Linked DNA regions of Mus musculus: all the other regions are linked to region 2. Evidence: chromatin contacts called from public HiChIP or PLAC-seq and Micro-C data. All regions are on one chromosome and are shown on one strand. The core of a region is the stretch at or near the end of the contact, and the rest is flanking DNA. Distances in the headings are between cores, read along the strand shown. Region 1 holds the start of Actn1 (actinin, alpha 1). Region 2 holds the start of Galnt16 (polypeptide N-acetylgalactosaminyltransferase 16). Region 3 overlaps Actn1 (actinin, alpha 1).

Region 1 (4,078 bases), core at 487-2,986, 260 kb before region 2:
GCCTGTTTAAGGAAGCCCATTGTGGTGTGTTTTAAATTACCTCTGCTGGTCTGATGAAGTGAGCAAAAGGGCACCGTTTCAGGGCTTAGGATTCCTGAGTGAGCTAATACAGGATGCCTTTAGCTGGGGGAAAAAAAAAACCTTCAGCCGGCTCACTAAACTCCCCCCCTTTTAAGTTTAAAAAAGGGAATGAATGTTACCATTTTTGGACATGAGCATTCTCCCTCAAGCCCAGCCCTAACCGCACTATCCAGAGGGACGCGCCATCCTGTACACCCCCCCCCCCATTCCCAGATCACGAAGTGGGGGGGGGGGGACTGAACGGGAGTTGGGTGTTGGGGGGTCAGGGTACGTGGCCGCCTAAGGAACGCGCTCTCTGCTCAGGCAGGAAGCCGTGACAGGGTTAATGTCTCCCCCTCCCCAAGCAAGAGAGGTTTCTGACCTCTTCCTGCCTATAGCCATTACGCTCCGGACCCATCGCCAATTTCTCAGCTCAGACGGGGCAGCATATCCCGAACCTTGCTGATGGCGACTAGGATACAGGGCCGTGGATCCTCGGAGAACAACCCCAAATATCTCCTGAGACTGTCTCTCCACCAGGAGCCCAACTAGAGCCAAGCTACTCAAACTCGCGTTTCGCCAGCAAAAGAACCGGGCAGAACACAGATGTGAGGGTTTGCAGCCACCAGTTCACTGAGTTAGCAATAAAACCGTTCACCGTCCTGACCCCGCCCCCACAAGGCCCTGAGGAGCCCGCGAACGACCCCCGATTCTCAGCTCCAGCCGCACTCCGGAACGTCCACTTCCAGGTAGATCCCGAGGAGGTCGCCAAACCCTCCGACACCGGCTCTGCCCACTGTCTGCAGACCCAGCTCGGGGCGCAGTAGTCGGGGCAGCTTGCCCCTATGGTACAGAGCCCCAGGGGCGGCCCAGGAAGCGTGCTGCCACCGCACGCCATATGGAGGCGCCAGGAAAAAGAAGGAAGGAGAAAATCGATCCCGAGTAAGCAGCCATGGAGCCTAAGTCTCAGCCCCAGCCTCTGGAGCATCGCCCCCGCGCCTTGCCCACGGGGAGACAGTTTCGGCTGCACCGGGGTGGCCCGGACCACCCGCTCTGAGGCGATTTGCCCTCCGGCGGCGCCACCTCCCCGCGCCGCGGCGAACTGTTCGCGGGCTCCAGGGCAGGGGTGCTCCGCTCTCCCGCCCGGTGCCTGTAACTCAATACCCCACCTCGCAGTGGCCGCGATGTCCCCGCCTCCGCTCTTGCGCGCCGGGAATTGGTTTCCAACCCGGAGCCCAGGAGTGCAGCGGCCAGAGCGGATCAGGGCTCAGGGCTGTAGCGGGTGGGGGTGGCTGCTAACCTTCCTCTGCTGCTTCTCCCAGGCCGGATCCAGGAGCAGGTCCCGATCCCAGTCCTCTTCAGGCTGCATGTAGTCGTTGGTCTGCTGGGAATCATAATGGTCCATGATGGTGCGTGCGTGCTAGGAGCTGGATTTCTTCCTCCACCTTCTCTCCAGGCGACGGCGGCTGCTGCCCGGGTGTGGGGAGGGTGTCGGCAGGGCTGGGCTGGGCTGGGCTGGGCCGGGCTGGGCTGGGCTGGGCTGGCGGGGCCGGGCTCGCTCCCCTGCGCCCGCTTCCGCCGCGGCTCTGTTCGCAGAGGCTGCTGCTGCCGGCGGCGGCTGGAGCTCGCGGACTGCCTTCCTGGGGCGCGCGCTCGGACCTAATCTCCACGCACACTGCTCTCAGTGAACACTCGCGCTGCGGGAGCAGAGGCGGGCGGGGGCGGGGAGAAGGGGCAGAGCCCTCCCGAGGTTCTCCATTGGCCAGGCCGAGTTGCCCAAACTTCCCCCCAGCGCCTCTCATTGGGAATTCCTGGCATCCGTCAGGCGGGTCTCTGTGCATATAGGTGGACTGGGCGGCCCCCTCCGGGCGCGCACGCCACCGCCCACTCCCTGGGTTCCCACTCCCCCGCAGCTCATGTGACACCACCTTAAGCTGAACCGGAGTGGAGCCTGGGGACGCCTCCCAGAGCTCGGGGACCAAATGGCACTGTGCTCCGGAGCCCGAGGAGTCGCTGAGGATTGGTCCCGTTCCCTGCCGGCGGGAAGGCCCAGAACTCCGGCGCACCGGTGTTCCTGCGGTCCCACGCAAGCTACAAACCCCAGCAGGGCGCGGGGAAACCCAAGGCATATTTCGTTTTCTCTTTCTCGGGGAAACTAGGTTGGGACAAGTCGGCACCCTGGAAAGGGGTTGGGAGGGCCCACAGTAGAAAGGAATTTCCTGATTCCACCACTGCTCCCGCCCCGCCCCTCGGGACCAGGCTGATCCCTGTCCTTCTAGAGCCAGATTTGTGGCTAGCTGGCATTTCTCAGCCCACTGAGTTTCCCGCCTCGCCAAGGATCCTTGGGTACTTCTCTAGGGTTCCGTGCACTGGCCCGCTGCGGACTTCTTGTGTGGCAGCTTGGCTGTCCGGCTTCCCAGGTTCCTTGGCAGGTATTCCCCGGTGGACTAACACAGCTGAAGCTACCTTCTGGAGACTAGTTTCCTCCTTCCCCACTTTTACAGCTTCCCTACCTACACTTTGCTGAAACTAGGAAGAGCCCTAAAATGGTCTACCTGTATCATAAACCTAGCAGATGCATACACCTAATAGATGGAGAAACTGAGACTCAAAGAGCAGAGCTAGACAAGAGACTTAACCAGCATGGACTCTACAGGCCCATTTTGTGTGTAACCTTGTGCCTGACAAAACCTTATTATCCTTGGAGGAGGAAGAAACAGCGCAAGACTAACTAAACTGCTTGGTGCTAGCGGTACTCCCTGGGCTCAGTAAAGGAGGGTGGAAATGTGTTGGTCCAGCACTGTTGCATTCTGGGAAGAAGCCGCCCGGATTCCTAGTGGTCTTTTGAGGGACTCTGAGTATGAAAATCAGTAACAAGGAAACCTGCAGTTGGTTTTGCATTCTGGTGTGGACAACAGATACATCCCTCTTGTACCAGTAGGGCTTAATTTATACAGGCATCCCTTAATACTCGGGACTCATTTCAGAACCACTGCAGATACCAGAATCTGCAAGAGCTTATGCCTCACATGTATAGAACAGCACAAAATTGATTGATATGTAACCTACTTACAGCCACTGTACACTTTAAATCATTCCCAAATAGAAAAGCCATGTGACTCGGGAACTGGAGAGATGGATCAGCGTTTAAGAGCACTGACTGCTCTTTCAGAGGAAAGGACCCGGGTTCAATTCCCAGCACCCACATGGCAGCTCAGTCCTATCTGTAACTCCAGTTCCAGGGCTTCTAATACTATCACACAGATGTGCATGCAGCCAAAAAGAAAAAGGGGGGGGGGGGAAACATAAAAGGAAAAGAAATGTCATGTGACTACTCACGCTGTTGAGAAAATCCTGACAGGAAAATGAAGTCTCCAGGGTCAGCAATCCCCAGCCCTCAGGATACTTTTAATCTGTGGTTAGTTCAATCCAAGATTCTGAAATGTGAAAAGGGAGGCCAGATGTATTTGTAGGACGACTGTTTAATCCAGAGGCTAGTGTGGTCTAACAGGTTTACTTGTTAGATGTTTACTGACAGAAAGAGTTCTGAATTGGGGTAGTTGAAGCCCACAATGGTCAGATGGAAGGGGAAAAAGTACCTCTGGTTGACAGAGGACACAATGGTGGAGATGTAAACAGATCCCCCAGTCACGAGTCAGCCACACACGTTCATGCCATTGTTACCGTCAGCACTGTGTCTTCTCTAAGCTCTCGGCCAAGGAAACAACTGTTTCTGGGATAGAGACAGCAGATTTATGGACTATTTTATAAGCACTTCTAAACTATGGCTCTAAACCTAACAGAGAGAGCAATAATGGTGCTCTATCTGCTCATTCACTCCATAAATATTTTCCGAATACCTTCTGCGTGTCGGGGAACAAGCTAGACATCCTGTGTATTTAATAATGATGAAAAATCCACAATTTTCCCCACAAGTACATCAGAGACAGACTTGGAAGCAAAGATGTGCCCAAATGAGACAGAAGCACGGGGAGATCCGATGTGGTTCTACAGAACC
Region 2 (4,472 bases), core at 1,806-4,305:
GGCAGTAGTGGTAAGCCCCTTTTGCATGTGCTTCGGCAAGCTTTAGGAAGTCCCCTTTCAGCCCTACTCCTCTGAGGTGGGAAGAGCATGTGCCTGTGGGAAGAGATTTGCAGGGCCCTGGGTGAGCCTCTCTGTCTCCTGGTATTTTTTTTTTAAAGATTTATTTATTTACTATATGTAAGTACACTGTAGCTGTCCTCAGATACTCCAGAAAAGGGCATCAGATTTCATTAGGGATGGTTGTGTGCCACCATGTGGTTGCTGGGATTTGAACTCGGGACCTTTGGAAGAGCAGTTGGCGCTCTTAACCACTGAGCCATCTCACCAGCCCCTGTCTCCTGGTATTTTATCCCATCTTTCCCAGCAATGCTGCAGGCAGCCGGCACCCTCACTGTGCAGCTGAGAAAACTGAGGCTGAGAATTGACCGGAGCCACCTCATAGGTAAGAGTTAACATGGAATTTACCTGTCCCTGCCCCAGTGGCAAGGGCGTATGCTGATCTGGACCCCCTCTGTTGCCCACCCATCCCAGTCCTCACCCAGATGCATAGTCAGAGAGGGCTCCAAGATCCTTGTGAACCCTTGGTGGTGACATTCTGTTCAGCTCACTCAGTACTGTCTTTGACATCTGTAGAAGAAAGAGGTGAACTGTGTCTGAGAGGAGTGCCAAACGGCGCAAGATGTCTAAGGTACTAGAAGCTGGAAATGACTCTTAGACCCATCCCTTCATACCCCCCCCCCCTTTACCCAGGAGAAAACAGATTTGAGGGTGGAAATGAGGACCCTGCACAAACAGCCCTGTACTGGTCGCTGGATGCTGGCACCTGCCGGCCTCCTGAGGGCTGAGTGTCCTCATCTGCCAGTGTGAGGATTCGCATAGCTCATCTCAGGGTGGGAGCTCTGCAGGGCATATATGGAGGGCTGGCACAGGGCGCCACCCGGAAGCCTCAAATAACCTGTGGCTGGCATGGTTACTCTTGGTGTTTTCAGAGTTCAGGGACCATTAGGAACATGCAAGTCTCTTAGGGTGGCTTTAAGTCTATGCTGCTTGGATCTCCTCCCAACACCAGCAAGGAAACCCCAGGGAAGGCTGGGTTCACTTCTGAGCCATTCTGGACTTGATCCTGGAAGGAAGATTAGAAGCTGAAGCTGAGGTGGCAGGCAGCTCGAGCCCCCTCCCTGTCTAGAGTGCTCATGGTGAGGGGGACACAGTCAACCTTTATGTCAACTCCCTGTCACATAAAATCACTACCTCCAAGTCCAGGGAAGTGCCCACCTGAGGGAGGACTGGTCATCCTAGAAAGGCTTCTGTGGTGGTACTGGTGCAGGGGCAGCCTTCTCTGTCCCTTCGTCCTGTGAGTCCAGAGGAGTAAGTGGTAATGCTAGTGGAAACTCCGATACATTCCAGCGTCTCCTCCTCCTCTTCTTTCTCCTCTAAACAAAACACTGGTCATTTTCTTTTTCACTTCAGTAGAAATATATCAAGCTTGTCTTAGGTTTCTGGAACTACTGACAAACACCCTCTCATTTCACTTGTGTGTCTCTGGGTGATGCTGATGCTGATACGGAAGCTGATGCTGATATGGGAGGCAGGACATGCTGCTATGATCTCAATATTTACCTTATTCCCCAGATGGCTTCATTCGCAAGCCTGACCTGTCTTGGATTTTCCGAAGAGTCAACCTACCTGACATCATCCAAAAAGCACCACCCTGTCCACTCTGCTCCTGGCATTTAAGATCCTCCAGTATCTAGACTTGCCCAGTCTGGCCAGTCTCAACTCACACCAGGTCTTTGCCAGTATCCAGCATGCTCTCATGAGATATTATCCTGAGGGCCTTGGCTGTCCCTGCCCTTTCCTTATTCTTCTCTTCCTTTTTGGGATTACCCTCCTATTCTCCAGATTTATCCACTTTCTCTGGGAAGCCTTCCTAAAGACCACTTTGCAAGACTATACTTTCAGGAATCATTTCTGTAGTTCGTTACTGAAGACCAGTTTGCAATAAATTATTTCTTCCTCCGCAGCATCTACTTTGGTATCTCAGAGCTCCGAGTGTGTGTCTTCCTTTGCCTGACAGGCCCTAGCCCGCCTTGTCTTCTGCCTGGAGCCTGAATTATTCACACCTGCTTCTCACCTCTCATCGACTTCAGGGCCTCCGCAGAATCAGAATCTCAATGATGTCTATCCTGTCTCTCACCACCTTATTTTGCACTTTGTCAGAAAAGTGTCAGAGGGCTCTTAGACAGGGTTCTGTCCACTAATCGAACCCTGTGGCCTGGCCTCTATGGCCTCCCTTCACTCTCACGGAACGGTGATGACGCCTCAGGACAGTTCAGGGAGCCGCGATGCCGGTGTGGATAGGAACTAAGAGAAAGCTAGGAGCCCCAGGGTAATGAAAGATGTCCAGCGATCGCATCCCTGTGCTTGCATTGGTTGTACCGCAGCGCAGCTTCACCTCGCTCTCCAGAGTGTCAAGTGCATCAGCTTCCAACTCCCCACCCCCTCGGGCCACCGAGGCGGATGGAATCCTGGGTCTCCGAGAAGGATTCCGGTGCAAAGTCAAGACTGCCTACTCGCTAGCCTTGCCCCCTCCGAAGGACTCTCTGAACACAGGTTGAACCCTGCGCCAGAGCTCAGTTCTCAGCGCTGCCGGGAACTGCAGCTAGGCGACTCGGGCCAAGGCCAGGGGTCGCGCGTCTTCGCTGGTGACTCAGGTCCGCTCGGCGGTGGGTTAGGTGTGGGTGGAGAGACAGACCAGGGCCACGCGGGGGCAGGGGACGGGCGAGAGATAGCCGAGCGTTGAGAGAGCAGAGACCAGCTCTGGTTCATCGCCATTCCACCCCGCGTCTGTCTCGCTGAGACCCGGGATGCGGGAGGAAGGCCCGCGCCACTTCCCAGCGGGCGCGCTCTTTAGCGGGTGCGCAGCGGCCCCGGCTGCCCGCGGCGTCTGGAGCACAGAGCCAGCTAGGCGCGCGAATGAATGAGCGCCCGGGGCCGCGCGCGCTCGGGGCTGAAGGGCATTAGGACCGTGAGGATCGCTCTGCGCTCCTGTCTCTTCCTATCACACCCCCCCCCCCTCCCCAACCACCACCACCACCTCTCTCTTTTTTCTGCTCTGCAGGACTGAGCAGCCCGGCGCAAGCGACAACAAACGGCTGGGGCAGCAAGCTCCCCTGCTCGGGCTCCGAGAGCACGCCGGCCTCGGGCCCCACGCGGAGCGCCCGTCCGCCCACCATGAGGAAGATCCGCGCCAATGCCATCGCCATCCTGACCGTAGCCTGGATCCTGGGCACTTTCTACTACTTATGGCAGGACAACCGAGCCCATGCAGCATCCTCCAGCGGCCGCGGCGCGCAGAGGGCCGGCGGGAGACCAGAGCAGCTCCGCGAGGACCGCACCATTCCGCTCATTGTGAGTACGCTCTGCGCACCGGGTGAGCGGCGGGCCGGGGATCCTCGGCGCGCGTCCTGCCCCCCGCTGTTAGCCGAGGTTCGCGGGGCCCGACCGGGGGCTGCGTGCCCCGAGCACCGTTCGGGCTTTGTATATATTGGAGAATTCCTGCTCGTTGTTATGGCAACCTGTGCGGGGCCCGGAGGGGCCAGGGTGCTTGGATGCAGGGAGGGTGACAGCATGTGGGGGCAGGGAGAAAGTGCTGCAAGTTTGGTGGGCCCGGCGTGCGCGCGCGACTGAGAACGTGGCGGCTTTCGCGGCCCCGCGCAACCGGGGCTGGGGACTAGGGGGCTGCGGGCGTCTCGCCATCCCCAGAAGGCGGCTGGCCCTGGAGTGCAGCGAGCGGGTGGTGGGAGCAGAGCTCAGCAAGAGCGCGTAGGTGGTGGTGCGCACCGGGTCTCCAGCCTCTGGGGTAAAAGACGCCGGGCGGCGGCGTGGGTAAGGGAAGGGTCGCTGAGCGCTGCCCTTGGCTTAGCGCCTTCACATCCAAGATCAACTTGGACCAATTTTTTCAGCTTCCACCCCTACCTTCCCCGGAGGTGTTTTCTGGCTCCCCAGGGGCGGGGAGAAGGCTTGACTCATAAGCGCTCTTTGCCTCCAACCCTAGGGTCTGCAGTTGAAGGGGACTGTGTGTTCGTTGGGCTGGGCAGTTCCCTCTCATGAGATCACCCTCCAGACATCTGAGCGAGTAGGAGAAACAAAAGCGGTGTTAGTACTCCGAGAGCTCCCGCGGAGCTGGGGCGAGGGGTTGGGGGGCGGATTAAGCTGCACAGTAGAACCTGGTGGGGGCAAGCTGAGCCTGTAGGGGGCGTCCTGTCTACACTTTCGTCTGGTCAGCTGGTGATGGCTTCGTGTGGCCAGGCCCAGCACCTGTTGAGGAAGGAGACTAGGGGACCCTTTGAGAGAACGCTAAGATGGGAACGTTCTTCCGACGGGGGCAGGTAACCTCTTGGGACACACTACTGTTGGTCAGAGACAGCTTGAGAAGTCCACCAGGACCAGAAAGAAGAGCAAAGAACCAG
Region 3 (4,180 bases), core at 1,138-3,637, 350 kb before region 2:
CACACTTTTGTTCAAATGACTTACGTGATCGTTAAAAATAAACACTGATGAAGGACCAGCCACCAAGTAAAGGCTCTTGCCACCAAGCCTGTTAATCTGAGTTTGATCCCTGGAACCCACGTGCTGGAGGAAAGAGCCAACTCCAAGTTATCCTGTGACCTCCTGATTTGCTGCGGTATACACACGACCCCTGTCCTCCAGTAAACAAATGCTTAAAAAAAAATTTTTTTAAAGCCCTGCTAAGGACATAGACTACCCACACCTTTAGAAACTGGAGCATCAGAATGCTTGTATCCTGGGTCTGAAAAACTTTCAGTTAAAAGACTTTCTTCCCCCAAAGCCTACATTTATCTTAAGATAATTTGCATAAAAATAGCTAAAAACAAATATCTCTGCCCTCTCAAGGTTTTGAAACCAGGACCACCCTACTACTAGTGCTTTCTCCACAGACATAGATTATCTTCCACGATTCCTACTTTTTTAAGGGTAAATGCATAAGTTTCCCAAGGTAAGAGCCAATCCCTCACCTAGGATATCCTCAGTGGCCCAGAGGCCAGACCAGACTGAGAGCTCAAGAATGTCCCCTGAACCAATCCCTACAAGGTTTCACCATAGACTTCTCTAGCTTAGCCCAGAAAGTTCAGATGGCTTTAGTCCCCCTAAATGCAGTTAATACTAAGGATTATCCTATTTAAAGAAAAAAATCTTAAATGTATTTCTTTAGTGTGTGCGAGCATGTGTGTGCACATCCACGTGTCAGATGACCACTTTTGAGAGCTGGTTCTCTTTACCATGTGGGTCTCAGGGATCAAACTTGGGCCTTCAGGCTTGGCGGTAGGGGCCTACCCATTGACCTACTTTCAAGTGATTCTCCCTTCTGAACAGAATCTTTAGATTGGCCACAGCCAACACTCATGCTCCATACCCATTTACCATCACTTTATAACAGCACCACTTAATGAATGGGAACCTGGCAAAGAGCCAGCCCACCATTTTCAGGAGGCACAGCCAGGGATTTTAAAACCGCCCCCAGGCAGAACTCCCCAACTCGACATATCTCTACTTGCAAAGTTATTTTAACCATGATCGCTCTTGCTCTGCTCTGTAGTCTTGGAAATTCTAACAACAGGCTCCCACCACCACCATATATTCTTAGACAACAAATGATAAATTGGAGCTTATCATCATATATGTTTGGATATGGGGGGAATGCTGGCAATCTGCATTGTCATTGAGTCCCTGCAATGACCAACAGCTACTATCTGTGGCACATTTTGGGGTCTCAAGGGATTGAATTCAGGGCCTGGCATAGGCTGGTTGTACACCCTGCCACCAAGCCCCAGTACTCTATGGAACACTTAGAGTAGGAAAGAGGACTACAACCCTGACACAATCCAAGCTGTCCCCTGCAGCAAAAACAAAATGGTCGGGGTCACAGAGAAGTCACAGACAGCCACAGAGAACCAAGAAAGCTGGGGGTTTTCGTCAGGGGCTCTTTCATGCGCTTGTTAGCTTTCCCCTGTACATAGAGGAGGCCATCTTCTCCTCTTAAAGAAGTGAGAATGTACCAAACCAGGCTCAGAAATCTAGAGGTGGGTGAGGACAGGTACCCCACACCATTCTTGACACAACCCACCCCCACTTCTGGAAGTCAGCCAAAGGAACAAGCAAAGTAATGTCACGGGAGTGTTGTTTTAATACAGTCTGTGCCAAGCAACATCATAATCTCCAAGTTTGTCCTATCTTTAATAGGCAATATTCAAAATTAAAAAACATAACAACTCTGCAGTCATAAAACAGGCCAGCCACACTTTTGAAGAGACTGAAAAATGAGAAGCCATGAATTATCTTCTTTGAAAAGCAGCCATTTCAAAAGGTTTTCTTTAATATCATAAAATATTCTCATGGACAAGTGAGCTAGCAAACACACATGCACCAATGTGCCTCTGATGAGAGTACCCACCTACCCCACCCCCAAGTGGGCATGAAATTAGAGAAATGAATACAGCAGACAGAACAGGTAGGAGGAAAAAACTTCAGTAAAAAGAATGGAATATAACTTTGTGCTTGGTTATTTTCCTATGTCACAACAAAAACATTTCGGTGCAAATAGTTAATTTTTCCTCTTTTCCATTTAAGACTGGTGGAGAAAAAAATACTTTTTTTTTTATAATAAAATATGTAGTTTTTTGTTTGTTTTTTTTTTTCTTTTTAAAATTTTTTTTTAACGTAACTTTTTTTTTATCCTTTTTTGCAGAAAATAATTTTGTAAACTGTCACTTTGTGGGCAGGGAGGCTTGATGCCGCCTGGGTCGGAGCTCTGCCCCCTTGGTGGCTGAGCTGAAAATAATGAACCCAGCCAGCCAGACTGGGCGGAGGAGGAGGAGGAGCAGGGTGGGGCGCACGCGCAGAAGGCCGGGGGTGGGGGGGTGGTGGAGGGAGGCAGGGGCGGGTTAGAGGTCGCTCTCGCCATACAGTGCCGTGGAGAAGGACATGTAGTCTAAAGCACCGGGCACGGAGTCGGGGCCCGCGTAGGGGGCCATTCTTGCGATGCAGTACTCGGCTTGGTCAGGGGGCAGCTCACGGCGCAGCTCATCCTCTGTGATGTAATTCTGCGGAGAAAGCATGGTCAGGGTCGGAAACCTCGGCAGCGGCCGGAAAGCAACGCGGCGTTGCCGCAACTATTAGGTCGTAAACTTGCCGGGAATGTTAAGTACCCGTGTTCTAATTTCCTCGCTCTACTTGATCTGTAGAATACGTGCGTGCATACATATAACAGAGACATCCGTGTGTATGTACATATATATATTTAAGTGCATATTATATATTTACAAGTAATATATCACTTGTATATGGTATTTTAAACACGTCACGTTTTCCATTTTAGTATCTACTTCAACTTCCTTCCAAACCTATTTCACTCGGACTTTTTCATTCATCCTACCGATTTACAGTAACCACCCACTGTCTCAGCGTCAGCACATCCTACCTTATCTCCAGCCAGGATCTTGAAGGAAGCCATGACCTGATCTGCAGTATCAGTATCTGCCGTCTCTCGGGACATAAAGTCGATGAAGGCCTGGAACGTCACTACCCCCAAGCGGTTGGGGTCTACAATGCTCATGATTCGGGCAAACTCTGCCTCTCCCTGGAGGAGACAACCAACCCACACCTGTCACCCTAACGGCCTACTGGGGCATCTCAAGTGTACCTCCAGCTCCAAGTTGCCTATGGTTGGAACAGGAGGCACAACAGACATCTGATCTGGCTTGGGTTGCCCCAGGGTGAGAAAGTGACCCAAACGTTGTGAGTCTCAGGACTTCCCACCCCCTGCAGAGCTCTGGGTTTCACTTACAGAAAATGATGGGTAGTATTAATTATAATGACGATAACTTCAACAATGGCTAACTAACACTCATACAGCATGTATTATATAGGCCAGCTAATATTCTAAATTCATCTTATCATCACAACTGAATAAAATCATAGTATTCCCATTGTATGGGAAATCTGAGGCCCAGACAGGGTAAGTGACTTACCCAAGGTCACATGGCTAGGAGGTAGGGAGCTAGGATTAGGACGCAGGCAGTCTAGCTCCAACATATGCTGTTTCCTTAACATGACAAGTGTGCCAGACAAGTACGCAGTCCTTGTGATCACTTTATTTAACTCTTACAACCACGTTGTGAGGTTTCCTCACTACATCTGAGACCACAAGCTTTGATAGCAATGTGGAATTTACGGAGTATACTTCTAGTCTAGCCTTTAACCCTGCTGGGCATCCCATGGGCTCTGTACTTGGTTCAGTGGACACCTGTCTATCCAGCTAAGGTCCTATCCAGCTCAGCTGGATGCAGAGGGGACAAAACAAGGTTAGCGAGAGGCCTGGGTCAAGACCGAGTGGTGGCAGGTCTGGATGGAGCTACTACCAGGGCAGAAGTATAAACCACCATTGTCATGTAAGACAAAGTAGAATTATCATTCTATAAACCTTGGGGTTGGCCGTCCACAGCTGGTGTTCACTGTGGGAGTGAAAAAGCCCTTTCTCCACAGAAAGTACCATAAGATAAACTGGTTCAGAGACCATGATGAGGAGGCTAAGCCTCCCAGCCACACCCTGGCCCCATGGGTGGTCTGGTTTTCAGGTGCCATCTTCCCCAAGGATGGCCATAAGGGACTC

The links. Hi-C and Micro-C count contacts between places; a contact is called where the count stands out from the background. HiChIP or PLAC-seq counts read pairs in DNA pulled down with a chosen protein or histone mark.
Region 1: a contact with region 2 is called in an H3K4me3 HiChIP or PLAC-seq map of embryonic stem cells, with 6 times the contacts expected there. The contact joins the promoter of Actn1 here to the promoter of Galnt16 in region 2. A contact is called at or near these places in 2 of 39 promoter capture datasets (liver and neural stem cells), 3 of 484 Hi-C or Micro-C datasets (all in embryonic stem cells), 1 of 115 datasets of contacts at active chromatin or transcription factors (embryonic stem cells) and 3 of 9 other capture datasets (adipose tissue, liver and pancreatic islet).
Region 3: a contact with region 2 is called in a Micro-C map of embryonic stem cells, with 2.5 times the contacts expected there. The contact joins the enhancer-like site here to the promoter of Galnt16 in region 2. A contact is called at or near these places in 9 of 39 promoter capture datasets (the 3T3-L1 cell line, the SN4741 cell line, cranial neural crest and 5 more), 7 of 484 Hi-C or Micro-C datasets (bone marrow-derived macrophages, embryonic stem cells, frontal cortex and 1 more), 12 of 115 datasets of contacts at active chromatin or transcription factors (embryonic forebrain, embryonic hindbrain, embryonic midbrain and 3 more) and 2 of 9 other capture datasets (embryonic stem cells and pancreatic islet).

The regions. Positions count from the first base shown.
Region 1 is chr12:80,258,627-80,262,704 of GRCm38.p6, forward strand. Actn1 (actinin, alpha 1) reads right to left here and starts at 1,737. Exons shown (of 21, transcript NM_134156.3): 1 at 1,361-1,737. The coding sequence starts at 1,465.
Region 2 is chr12:80,515,935-80,520,406 of GRCm38.p6, forward strand. Galnt16 (polypeptide N-acetylgalactosaminyltransferase 16) reads left to right here and starts at 3,056. Exons shown (of 15, transcript NM_001081421.2): 1 at 3,056-3,411. The coding sequence starts at 3,235. Gm26777 (a long non-coding RNA gene) reads right to left here and starts at 2,279. Exons shown (of 5, transcript XR_381753.4): 1 at 1,276-2,279; 2 at 539-627. 2310002D06Rik (RIKEN cDNA 2310002D06 gene) reads left to right here. Exons shown (of 3, transcript NR_045490.1): 2 at 365-442; 3 at 1,633-2,020.
Region 3 is chr12:80,165,869-80,170,048 of GRCm38.p6, forward strand. Actn1 (actinin, alpha 1) reads right to left here. Exons shown (of 21, transcript NM_134156.3): 20 at 2,990-3,148; 21 at 1,674-2,612. The coding sequence ends at 2,454. Among named protein-coding and RNA genes, the nearest start is that of 2310015A10Rik, 35 kb to the left of the region's middle. Within about 2 kb of position 2,388, at least 235 of the 459 cell types and tissues checked have an H3K27ac peak or open chromatin away from gene starts, as enhancers often do. A contact at or near this core is called in bone marrow-derived macrophages, embryonic stem cells, frontal cortex and 3 more, where this site is marked.